2 separate regions of the Rattus norvegicus genome follow, and region 2 is linked to region 1. A link is a contact called in public Hi-C data. All regions are on one chromosome and are shown on one strand. Each heading gives the region's core, a stretch centred on a gene start, on an enhancer-like site or on the middle of the called end of the contact. The rest is flanking DNA. Distances are from core to core; before and after follow the strand shown. Region 1 holds the start of Tnpo1 (transportin 1). Region 2 has its middle 14 kb from the start of Zfp366.

Region 1 (6,196 bases), core at 1,117-3,616:
CCATCATTCTTGTATACATTTTATCTCAGAAAAATTTGAAGACAGACATATGTGGTGCAAGCTTTTAAACCCAGCACTGGGAGGTTGAAGGAGTAGTATTGGTTCTTCATGGATTTGAGTCCAACCTGGTCTACAAAGTGAGTTCCAAGCCAACCAAACTATACAGTGAGCCCTTGTCTCAAAAAAAGTTTAAGACAAATTTCCATCCTCATTTCCTGTTTTGATAGTTTGAGCATGAAGATGCTTGAAAGCTAATATTTTTACTCATGACACCAACTGACAGTACTTCTAAGAACACTACCTAGAAGTGTCAGAACCACTCGAGCACTGAGTACCTCCCTTCACTAACCTCTACCTGCCTAACCTCGATCCACACACTCTCACAGACTTCTGTCCAACAGTGAACTCACCCCTCTAACCTGCTACAGCCTTACTAACACTAGCCAAGCAGGACCTTGTGAGAGATTTCACCCCAACCCTTCCTTTTTGAAGGGGCACCATCCCACATGGTTTTGAAAACATCACCAGTTACACTCTAGCTCAGCTCTCTCAATCTCTTTGGCAGTTGGGGGAAAGGTGGGGGAGTGAGAGGAGGGCCAAATCTTTGGCATCATATACCACATTCCTTTCTTTCTTTCCTGTTTTGTTTGCTTTTGGAGACAGGGTTTCTTAGTTGTAGCCCTGGCTGTCCTTGAACTCAGAGACCTGCCTGCCTCTGCCTCCCTGGGGCAGGGATTATACCTGGCAAAGAAAGGCAGCCAGTCCCCACTGCTGCTGCCTTCTTCCCTCCTGTTTACATCAGTTAAATTTACTTCACTTTAACAAAATCTAAGTAGAGAAAATTAGTCATGAAAACAATGACTGTAACAAATATTGATACTGGAAATAGTCACAGCTAGGATATTTGTTTTTAGACAAAATTCTATTCTGTTCACACTATGTAACGGCAAAAAGGCTTTTAGAAATAGAGGGAGAAATACAAAAATATTTTCTATAGGTCTTTCAGTGGGAGGAATTCAGTACTTCCTGGCCAGGGCATGATGGAAAAGCACGGGAAGGCTAACGGAGTCTCTCTTCAGAAAGGGAAAACGGAACACCCATATTGCAACAGGCGTACACGGACTCAAATAAAAGCCGTATTGCCAAACCACTATTCACCCACACATTGCAAGTGTCGAGGGTTTTAAAAGAAATCTGCCGCCTCTAAACTAGTATTTTTCCTTTGCCGCTACAAGTTTCCACATAGAGCATTCATTCTCTAGAACAACCAGGATGCAAGGTTGAGGAGCAGTAAAAAGCATGATTTCTCCCAAAATACAAACCGTATACACTACTTACTTCATTAAGCGCACTTTCTCACCACACTTAAGTGAAAGTTTCGATAGGGAGACTCAAAAACCCAGCAGTTACATCTGAACCGGCACACTGCAGACAGGTCAGTTTCAAATACTGATTTCACTCAATAGTTTGCATTTAAGAGTGGTCTTTGGGGGTGAGGGGGGAGGCACTGCTTACGTACTCATTGAAGCCATCACTGTTTTAGAGCAGGACATACTAAGCTTCTTAATACAATCTCCCCAATTAGTGGACAGCCTCTAACTTCGTTTCTACAGTTACAGCAGCTGATTTGCGACTGGCACAACAAAGTGAAACTGTCAACAATCCCTGCAAAACCCACGTGACTTAAAAAAATTAAACACCGCGAGATCACTTCTAAGAGGAAGAAAGGCTTTCTAAAACCAGTTTGATTGTGGTGGCGGGTCTGTTTCTCGGCAGCCGTTCCCGGTGGCGTGGGCGGATAGGACAGAGGCAGACGTGCAAAACCCACAGACCTAAACAAAACCCATAGTTACAAACATTCAAATTATGTTCACAGGTCGCGAGGCCAGAGGGCCCTCAGGAGAGACGGAGCAGCTGGCTGCAGAAACCAGAGTGTGCGAGGCTCCGGGACAAAGACGGGCGACCTCGGGCCCTCGCACCGTGCGGCCTGACAGGCAACGCAGCAGCTCGCCCCGCCAGCCGCCGGCCTCCCCGCCGCCCCAGGACCGACCTCCCGCCCCCGGGACATCGCTTGTCCCGTCCGGGTCCCGCAGGGTGCCCGGGACGGCAGCTGTTGGGCTTAGAACCGCGCCGTCGCCGGCGGGCTCCAAACGGCCAGGCCGGGTCCGAGAGGGCGGACAGCCGAGCGTGGTGCCCTCCGCACGGCGGCCGGTCGGAGCTCGCTCGGCCGCTTCCGCCTCTCTGCCCCGACCACGCACCCACACGCCAACCTACCCGGTCCCACACCATCCCAGAGGCCTCCGGCGCTCGGGCCTTTCTGCCGAAGCGGCGCTGCCTCCCGTCCGGGGCCTGAAATGGCTGCGGAACAAAGAGAATCCGGGCTCGGGCGAGCGCCGGTCCGATTGGCCGGGGGGCGGAGCCCGGCGCGGGAATCTTCGGCGGCGGTCGCCTTGGCAACGAAGACGGGGCTGGGAAAACTGCGGCCTGGGCCTGCGGGCCTGCGTCGGGTGGCGCCCAGCAGCGGTTTTCCCAAGCGGGGTCCCGGGGTCGAGGCTTCGGCTTCGGCCCCGCGCCCTCCTCACACGCTCTCGCGCCCGCTGCAGCCCCCACAACCCAGCCTGGGGTTCAATCGCAGCCGGCGCTGCCCCGCCCTTGAGTGGGAACGCCCAGATTCAAGGCCCTTCCGGCAGGTGACGTGCCCGGACCTTGTTTTCCCCGGGGACCGCCGAGCCCAGAGCCTTGCGACACCCAATAGGCCGCTCGAACTGTTACTGCTTCCCTGGCACAAGGCCGACGGGTGTGGGCGGACGGCTGCCCGCTTGTAACACGCGGGGTGAAATGTGCTGATGTAGCGCGAAACTACTATCTATAAACCAAACGACCTGATTTAGAAAATTAGCTTTACTTCTCTAGGTTTGTTTCTAATATAAAGCTGGTTCCTTGAACTTGGAAATACTAAGCTCCTCTCTCCTTGTACAGCCACCAAGAGAGAAGAAGTACTGTAATTTCAAGCTGAAAATGTTTTAAATGGGAGAGGTAGGCACTTTTCTTTTTCTTTTTTTTTTTTTTTTTTCTCGGAGCTGGGGACCGAACCCAGGGCCTTGCGCTTCCTAGGCAAGCGCTCTACCACTGAGCTAAATCCCCAACCCCCCCCTAATTCTCGAAAATGCCAAATATTTACAACTTATTTATTAAGACGGTTAAAGTCTTCACTTGTAGTACATTTTAGTGTTACAATTAGTTTAACTCAAAGTTTGAGATAGAATACGGTTTTTAGGGGCTGGGGATTTAGCTCAGTGGTAGAGCGCTTACCTAGGAAGCGCAAGGCCCTGGGTTCGGTCCCCAGCTCCGAAAAAAAAAGAACCAAAAAAAAAAAATATATATGGTTTTTATCATCAGAAAGTTGAACATTGAAAGGGAACATATTTAAAATAACTAAAATATGGCCGGGCATGGTGGCCCACACTTTCAGCCCCATCACTCCAGAGGCAGAGGCAGGCAGAATGCTAAGTTCCTGGCCAGCCCGGTCTACAGAGGGAGTTCCAGGACAGCCAGGGCTACACAGAGAAACTCTGTCTCTATAGAATAAACTAAACATTTTAAATGTTGATTTAATAGAAGTTGGATAGAGTAGTGTTCTTGGAAAGGAATTTTCTAAGAAGGAATATATATTCCTAAGAAAAACAATTTAATATAAACCTTCCTCCAGAGCAGTTTGGTGGGTCTGCAAGAAAATTTACTGCAAGGAAAATGTAAACAGGTCTTATTTTTATACTTAAAAGATTTCGTTGTAGAGTAGAGGCTTGTATAAGTCAGAGGACTGTGGTAACTGAATTTTACATTGCTGGAGACTTAAAAAATAAAATAGCATTAAAATCTATGAGGGGCTGGGAAAATGGTTCAGGGCAACAACTCTTGTTTTACAGAGTACTTGGGTTTTATTCTTGAAACCAGGAAGTATATCATAACTGTTCTTAATTCCAGTTTCAGGAGTCCAATGCCCTCTGCTGACCTCCTCAGGGACCAGGCATACCCATGGTGTACATGTCAGCAAAACACTCTCATGCATAAAATAAATAAAATTAATCTGAAAGATTACCAATTAATGGTAATTATAGGACCTACCAAGTAATTAATATTAATTCATCTAAATAATACTTTGGGAATAAGTGAAGTTAATTGGAAGGAGGAAGGACTGAATATTAATTGGTATTATGTAAAAGAATTTATTCGGGGGGGTTGGGGATTTAGCTCAGTGGTAGAGTGCTTGGCTAGCAAGCACAAGGCCCTGGGTTTGGTCCCCAGCTCCGGAAAAAAAAAAAAAAAGAATTTATTCCCTGGAATTCTTTTTAAAGAAAAAATCCTTGGTTATCAGATGTTATAAAGTTGAGATGGGGATGGAGAGATGGCTCAGTGGTTAAAAACACTGACTGCTCTTCCAGAGGTCCTGAGTTCAATTCTCAGCAACCACATGGTGGCTCACAACCATCTGTAATGGGATGTGATGTCCTCTTCTGGTGTGAATGAAGACAGTGTACTCACATACATAAAATAAATCTTTTTAAAAAATTGGGATGAGGTAGTCCAAGAATCTATTCTTTCATTATGTTGAAATGAGAATGCTATACAGTGATTCTGGGTAGAGAGGCTTATAAGTGGTTTTCGTCTCTATCTAACCTTAAGTTAAAAATGTGTTTTAAACAGTAGCTCTTACTCATCTTAAGGCATATCTCCAAAACTTATTTAATTTTGCTTTTCATCAGTGCATACGATACTGGCCACCCAGTGATGTCTTCTCTTTACATTTCACGACGTGAGACTCTGCAGAATCGTTGGCATTTTTCAGTGACATATTTTGAAATTTAAGATGGTAAATAAACTTGTTTTTAACCATACAGCCTTTCTATTCTTTAATTAGAACCTCTATTATTTCTCAAGTGACAAAGTTGACAAAAATAAGAACATGAAGGTTAGAAAATGGCACAGCAGTGAGAGAGTAGACACTTGGGAAAGGAAAGTTGTTTACCCTGTATGTTGGTTTCTATGTGCTTAGCGCAGGAAGTGGCACTATTAGGAGGTGTGGCCCTATTGGAGTAGGTGTGTCACTGTGGGCATGGGCTTAAGACCCTCACCCTAGCTGACTAGAAATCAGTCTTTTTTTTTCTTTTTTTTTTTCGGAGCTGGGGACCGAACCCAGGGCCTTGCGCTTGCTAGGCAAGCGCCCTACCACTGAGCTAAATCCCCAACCCCTGAAATCAGTCTTCTCCTAGCAGCCTTCAGATGAAGATGTAGACCTCTCAGCTCCTCCTGTCTTGATGATAATGGACTGAACCTCTGAACCTGTAAGCCAGCCCCAACTAAATGTTGTTTTTAATAAGACTTGCTTTGGTCATGGTGTCTGCTCACAGCAGTGAAACCCTAAGTAAGACACCCTGTCAGATGCAGCATCAGCAAAGCAAGTGTAAAGCTCTGGGTCCCAGGACCTTCCTCCAGACACCGGCTTCACCCTCCAGCCTGTTCTCGGTTCTGCCTCTCTGAGCTTCATGTTCTCTGTCTTAGAGAGGACACAGATGTAAGGACTTCAACATCAGAAGCTAGGTGTGACCGTGCAATAGAAAAAAGTATTGCTAGACATTAATAAATGTAAAAGAACATGTTCACCCATGAGGGAAATGACTTGGAAAAAGTAGATGTGGAAGTCCAAAATCGGCAATTAGTAGGCAATTATTACTAATACTTTTAATTATTTTAGTAATAATTTATTATTAATAGTTGATAGTTTTTATTAATTGTTAGTAATAAATAATTACTAATGCCATATAGAAGCCCGTAAGATATACCTAGAGTAGTATCTGAGGTAGGTGATCTTTAGACTCCTTCTGGGAATCATTGCTCAGTTGTACCTCTAGAAAGACACTGTTGTCTTACCCTCCAACCTTTTCCCCTTCTTTTTTTTCTTTTCTTTTCTTTTTTTTTTTTGGAGCTGGGGACCGAACCCAGGGCCTTGCGCTTGCTAGGCAAGCGCTCCACTACTGAGCTAAATCCCCAACACCCTTTTCCCCTTCTTAACTCTTGATTCTGTTTAGCACTGGACACTTTAAGGAACTGTCTTCTGCTTTGAAACATCTCCAGATTAACACTAAGGACCATCTTTTTAAAGTACTGATTTAGAAGAACTTAAATGCTGAAGGGACAG
Region 2 (6,556 bases), core at 2,349-4,848, 260 kb after region 1:
CTCTTCCTTTGTCTCTTCAGAAGCTCTGGCTTTCTTGTTTTTCCTCAAACCATATCATCCCCAAATAGATTCATGTGAACAGCTGAATTATCAGCTTGATTAAGATTTTTCAAGACGAGTAAAAAGTTGGTAAACGTTAGGAAAATAGGGTTCTTCAATAGGACATTTTTGGTTCGTTATGACCTCGAATATTTTAACCACCTTCAGATTTTCCCCAGTCCACAGATCTACCAAAGTTGGCTGTTTTTCCGTGTGGGAGCACTGTTTCCTTACGTTGTCAGGCATTGTTTGCTGGCGGTTTTAAAGCCCTTGTCTTCACGTTTCATCTGGGCTCCCCTACCCGGCTTCCCTTAACTTATTTTTCTCTTGACTCATGTTCCATTTTCTTCTTCCTTTGTATATCTAATAATTTTTATTGAATCCTCAGCACCATGAAAAACACATCATTGAGATATTTGATTTTGTCGTGTTCCTCCAAAGAATATTGATTTTCTTTAAAGCAGATAGAAGCAACCGTATTAAATATCAGGTCAGCTTGAGCGCTAATCAGGTTGCTCTGAGTCTGTGCACATGAGTGATCCGGGGGCAGATGGAGGCTGGGCTGAGCCTCTAAGCAGATTTCGAGATGCTCCCTCTGCGATGTTTCTTCCAAGAATTTCTTTCCTCACTCTCCAGCTGTTGTAATTGTCTTCATGTTTCCCTCCAGCTTCTCAAAATGAGCAACGGACATCTGGGAGCTCATGGAACTAACAACCTCTGTACAGCAAAGGAAGCAGACAAGCGAGTGAAGACACTACCTAAAGAAAGGGAGAAAACACTGGCCAGCTATTTATCTGTCAGAGCATTCATTGGTAACTAGAATATTCAAAGAACTGAAACGAATCAAGAAAATAATAAGGTAAAAAGTAGAAATGAATGTTGACTCTCAAAATACAAAAAAAGAAAGAGCAAGGAAGAAAGAAAGAAAAAGAGAGCACGAAAGAAAGAAAGAAAGGAAGAAAAAAAGGAAGAAAGAAGGAAAGAGAAAGAAAGAAAGGAAAAACGGAGTCCGATGTACTGACATGCTACTGTAACCCAGCCCTTGTCCCGCCAGATGCAAGGCGGAGACATCTGGAAGCTTGTGGGCCAGCGAGTTTGGAGTGCACAGCATGACAAGAATAGCAGCAGAGACTCCGTCTTAACAAGGTGGAATGAGAGAACTGGCTCATGAAACTTATTTACTGACTGCCACATATGCAGTGGAGCATGCAAGCCCCCCCCCCCATCACCAATAACTGCAACACCAGAGCTACCATATAACCCAGCTCCACTGTTCTCGAGATACCCCCAAAGGAGCTCTCTAACCTGTTACAGGGATCCCTGCACGTCAGTGTTCATTGTTATTCTAGTCACAATAGCTAGGATATAAAATCAACCCAGACATCCATCAACAGATAGATAACGAAAATGTAGTATACCAACCCCATGGGATTTTATCTAACTGTAAAGAAAAAGAAAATCATTTAATCTGCAGGAATGGATCGAAATGGGAAATATCGTGACTGGGTTATGGAACTGGCATCCACGGAGACAAACGTCTTCCCTCAAATGTAGAGCCTGTCTTTGAATTTTCAGATGTATGTGTGTTTCACTTGGAGGGTCTGTAGAGGCAAGGGTGCCAGAAGGGAGCCAGGAGGAGAGAGGGAAGGGGGGATTGGGGAGGGGGAGGGGGAGGTGGAGAAGGGGAAGAGAGGGAAGGGGGAGAGGGAGGGGGAGAGGGAGTGGAGGGGGAGAGGGACCCTAAGAGACAGAGGAAAGCAGAACACGTTTCATGAACAAGACAAGGGTATTGGAAATTCGAAGTTTAAATGGGCATGGGGTGAAGACTGGGAGAGACGGGGAGCTGGAGGGGACAAGCAAATCAAAACTAAGATATATGGAAACTTACTTGATAACCTAATTAAAAATACATTAGAAGGAGAAGAAGACAATAGTGAAGAGAAAGAAGAGGGGGTGACTTTGAAGGAAGGTACCCCGCATACGTGGACAATGCTGTTCTTAGAAGTGGTGTGTTACTACATGGAAATCTCAATGCTCCACATGGGACCTCCCAGAGACCTCCAGAACAACACAGCCCGATGGCATCATTCTCCATTGTCCACTAGGACTAGGTGACAATTCTCCACTGCTGAAGGTATGACACATTTTGGTTGCCAGATGCTGGCTTTCACAGTGCCGGAAGGCGCTATGCAGGCTGTTGGAGGAGAAACAGCACTAGAGATTGTTTCCAGATGTGAACGTTGAAGACTACAATATATCAATCTGTCGGGCAAGGGATACCCACAGTGCAGTGGCGGAATGACCCTTGTGCGGTAACCAACTCCTGATTGGCTCTGAGCCTGCTTCACAGGAGGGATTTGTGCCTGGTCCTGCAAACCTTTCCAAGAGTCCGGCGGAGAAGGGATAGGCCCTAGATAGTAATACGCTACTGTTGCTTTGCTGAAATACAATGTATACAATTTCCTTCTAAATATTTATGTTTATACCCATGTCAGTGCTGCTGCCAGTCTCGGCCTGTGAAGCTTCCGTTTGCACCGGAAGTAGTTCACGCAGACTCATGATTGGTCCAAGGGAAGAGAATAAGTGAGTGCTGAGCACTCAGCCCTTAAGAAGGACATCAGTGCCACCCCCGAAAGGAGGTGGGAAGAATGTGCGAGCCTGGAGATGAGAAGCAGTGGCTATCCTGTGGACCTGACATGGCTGTGAGACCCATGCGTACACAGCACGTGCGACTGTCTACACCGGAATTGCATTAATGGGAACCATTAGCATTCTGTTATGAATGGGAGAGGGGCTTATAAAACTCTCTCCTACCTGAAGGGCTACAGGCTAATGAGTGAATAGAGGTAGAGTCACATTCCTTAGTGGTGTAAGTTTTCTTTGTTCAAATAAACAACCCCTGACCCATGCAACCGTAATTAAACACAGTGGGCAGCAAAAAAAAAAAAAAAAAAAAAAAAAAAAAAAAAAAAAAAGGACACGGAAGTGAGAGGAGGCCCTGTTGGGAAGAAGGGGTTCAGTGGGAGGGGAAACCAGTGGTGAATATAATCGAAATAGCTATATACATTTCAAACTGTGAGAGAATAATGTTTTAAAGAAATTAATGTCTACTTAATAATGTGCATAGATATGCATAAAAGAAGGGATTTGGCTCATCATGATGGTAAGGCATGGTCACAGATGTGTGAGGCAGCTGGCCACACTGCCTCTGCCGTAGGAAGCAGTTGAGTGTGGGCACTTTGCTTGTTTTCTCTGTTCTTTTATTCAGTCTGAGATCCTAGCCCATAGGACAGCGCTACCCATATTCAAGGTTGGTTTTCCTAGCTCTGTTTGTGCTCTGACAGTGTCCTGGCAACATGCTCAAACACGCTCTAAAAGGCTTGTTTTCTCCCAGGCCACTTTAAAACCACATAAACTGACAATGAACGGAGAGGCAAGATTGTTTCTACTTATGATTACAAGTATAGTCATGACTGCAGCTTGTGGGCAGGACAAGACACAGTCGCTCCAGAATAATCCACTGCCAGAGAAGAGGCCTGCCAAGTGACTTGGGCACACTCCCAACCCTGGGTGTTTCTGGGAGAAGTTCTGACGTGGCTGAAATGTGAGCACAGCCCAGCTTCCCAGGCATGCAAGGCTGACTAGGCAAACTGCACCCTGCTCATTCACTGCTAACCCTGGATGCAGCAGTGTCCAGGGCAACTGCTATGCCATTTGGGCCTGCGGAGAACCGTCTAGATGGGCAACCACTAGCCACACACAGCTTTTAAGTGCCTGATAGCTGGCTAGTCTGAATCGAGATGTGTGTTAAAGGTAATGATGTTGAAGTGTTAAGGCAAAAATGGTTGTAAAGCTTCTCTTCAAGATTTGTGCTGATTGATGTCTAAATGGTGATATTTTAACATACGCTGTATTGAATAAAATATTTAATTGAAATTAATATCTTTCTAATGTGGTCACTTAAAACACTTGAACGCATATGTATCATTCAGGTTTGTTGGTATCCATCGTCACTGGACTAGGTGACCCTCTCTCTCACTGTAGGTCACTTGGAAGCAGGTAACATCAGGTAGCAGGTTTCCAGTCCATAAGACGTAATCTCCACTCAGAGTAGTATAAAGAATAAAGATGTGAGGTGTCCAAGATTTGAAGTGCAGGTTATCGCCATGGCATCTCGGTGTGTCCTCATACATTCTTGTCATGTTCCCACTCTGTTCTCATCCAGCACAACTCAAAGTCAGTGGACTGGACCGTTTTAAGGGTCACATCCAGATGTGGTCCATGTCCAGGGGAAATAAAACCACGCGAAGATCGCCTTTCTTCACCTCTCTCAGAAGGGATGGTGTCTTTGCAATGTTTCTCCCCGCCCCCTCTCCCAAACTCCATCCCGTGTGCTTTCTCTGAAGTTAAAATAATTCCATCTTCTCTCAGCAGAGGGCGCCCTTTCCTTCTGGGAACATAACCAACTCCTGCTCGCAGGAGACCAAGACCTTCTAAAAGAGGTCATTAAGAACAGTTTCGAAATGGGAAAGAATGGGCTGAGGCCCACTCACTATCCAACCTAATGACATCATTTCCTGGGTGGGTACTGCTCAGAATCCCATATTCTATTGATGCTTAGCTGAGGACTGGAATTTACACCACCTACCATTAACCCAAGGGACACCCTCGTGGTTACCCACAGCCCCCAACTGTGCATTTACTAAGGAAGAGGAGTACTCGTAGCCCACTTACATCTAATATAATTACTTGTGTCTTGGAGGTTGAGTTCGTCATATTATTTGGGGATTCCGAATGTGCTTCCTCATCTACCATCCCCCCTCCCTGCCTCTCTTCTTGACTCATTCTGGATTGGCTAAATTTTTAAAGTATTATTTTTTCTCTTCTATTTATTTAATTTTTTTTTAGAAATTTTATTATTTTAGAATTATCTGGTTTTGGTAGCTAGTCTAAAATTATAGTTTCTAATACTTTATCTTAACCTTGCATCAACTTACCCAAATGTTAAGCAGATATCAATCTTTTTTTTTTTTTTTTTGGTTCTTTTTTTTTTTTTCTTTTTTTCGGAGCTGGGGACCGAACCCAGGGCCTTGCACTTCCTAGGCAAGCGCTCTACCACTGAGCTAAATCCCCAACCCCCAGATATCAATCTTAACACTGTTCTGTGAGGTTTAGTAATATTGAAACTTTAAACACCGTTCACTTATATCTCAACTAATTTGCTATTTGTCAACGTACATGCATTTTTTAAAAAGTTGTACAAGATCCTTTCATTTTGTTTTTCTTTTATTTCTTTTCGCATCTTGGGCCCTGTACTTTGGGCCTTTCCTCTGGGTCCTTTCATTTCTCTCTTAAGTTCAGAACTTCCAATAGAATTTCTGATGCTAGAATTTTAGGATTGTAGGTGGGCACATGTTTTCTTTCACTGTGCAGCTTACATAGTTTTGCTGCCTTTTAACCTCCATTGTTGACTTTGAAAAATGAGCTACTTTACACTTTCGAAGGCAACATGGTCTCCCTAGTGTGACACACACTATCAGTTCCTGTGGCTTCACTATGTTGTATCTGGGAGGGCTGTGTGTGGACATGTTAGTGTTCCTGATCTATGGGTTTATGACTTTCATCAGTTTTTATATTAACTTACAGTTGGTGACTAACAATCCCAGTAACTGCCCTTTCCAGCGCTCTTGGGTCTGTTCGTGTTGCCTGCTATTTCTGTTGTGTTTTATTTTTCTCACTGCGTCTGTATCTGTGTTTGAATGGTTATTCCTGACACTCGTGTTTTAAAGTACTTGTGAGCACGATAGCTTCTTTTCCCCAAGAGGATTTTCCTTTTCTTCCAACAAATTCTTGAGGCATTCCAATTACAGATCAAACCAAGGCCAAGGTTAGTGGGTCTCTGGGCCACCTCTGTAATATAAATCAGGACAGACATTCTTTTCAGGAATTTGCCTATGTACAATTCATGTTGTCTGAAGAAACTGCCATTCTGGAATGACAGCGTTAAGTCTGGTGGCTGAATAGAGTCCTCACCTTTGGTGGATAGTGGGTCTTGGCTTTTTCTCACTAGCACCCACATCCCACAGAAGTACAGTTGAGTTACTAACCAGATTTGTAAGAATGGTAAATGCCCATAGGGTGAAATCCAGTTTGAATGCTAGTCTTGTTTTCTGGCTTTTCCACATCTAGCTTCTCATTTTGTAAACCCTCACTATCTTGTTAATATTTCACTGCTTTAAGAAAGGTCTTTTCATCCATTTCTTTGGGTACCTTTCATGTGAGACTTGCCAAGGTTTCCTCGTCTTCAATGATGAGAAACTGAGGTTTCTACAGATAGACTTCAAGGAAAGCCTTCTTGGTTTTTCATTCTCACACCACGACTGTGAACTTTTCAGCTTTTCTCAACCATTGCTCGTGCACAAAGAATTTAAAGTACGAGAAATAACTCGGGAGAGGAAGGGTTTATTGTGGCTCATGGTTTGAGAGCACAGTTTATCGTAGTGGAGAAAGCATGGAG

Evidence for each region. Hi-C and Micro-C count contacts between places; a contact is called where the count stands out from the background.
Region 2: a contact with region 1 is called in a Hi-C map of frontal cortex, with 1.8 times the contacts expected there. The contact joins the enhancer-like site here to the promoter of Tnpo1 in region 1. A contact is called at or near these places in 1 of 12 Hi-C or Micro-C datasets (frontal cortex) and 1 of 1 datasets of contacts at active chromatin or transcription factors (oligodendrocytes).

Annotation. Positions count from the first base shown.
Region 1 is chr2:32,031,960-32,038,155 of GRCr8, forward strand. Tnpo1 (transportin 1) reads right to left here and starts at 2,367. Exons shown (of 25, transcript NM_001399431.1): 1 at 2,275-2,367. The coding sequence starts at 2,289. It overlaps Eif5bl (eukaryotic translation initiation factor 5B like), which reads left to right and starts at 2,360. Exons shown (of 3, transcript NR_185089.1): 1 at 2,360-2,690; 2 at 2,980-3,036; 3 at 4,764-4,895.
Region 2 is chr2:32,294,958-32,301,513 of GRCr8, forward strand. No RefSeq gene overlaps it. Among named protein-coding and RNA genes, the nearest start is that of Zfp366, 14 kb to the right of the region's middle. Within about 2 kb of position 3,599, at least 54 of the 93 cell types and tissues checked have an H3K27ac peak or open chromatin away from gene starts, as enhancers often do.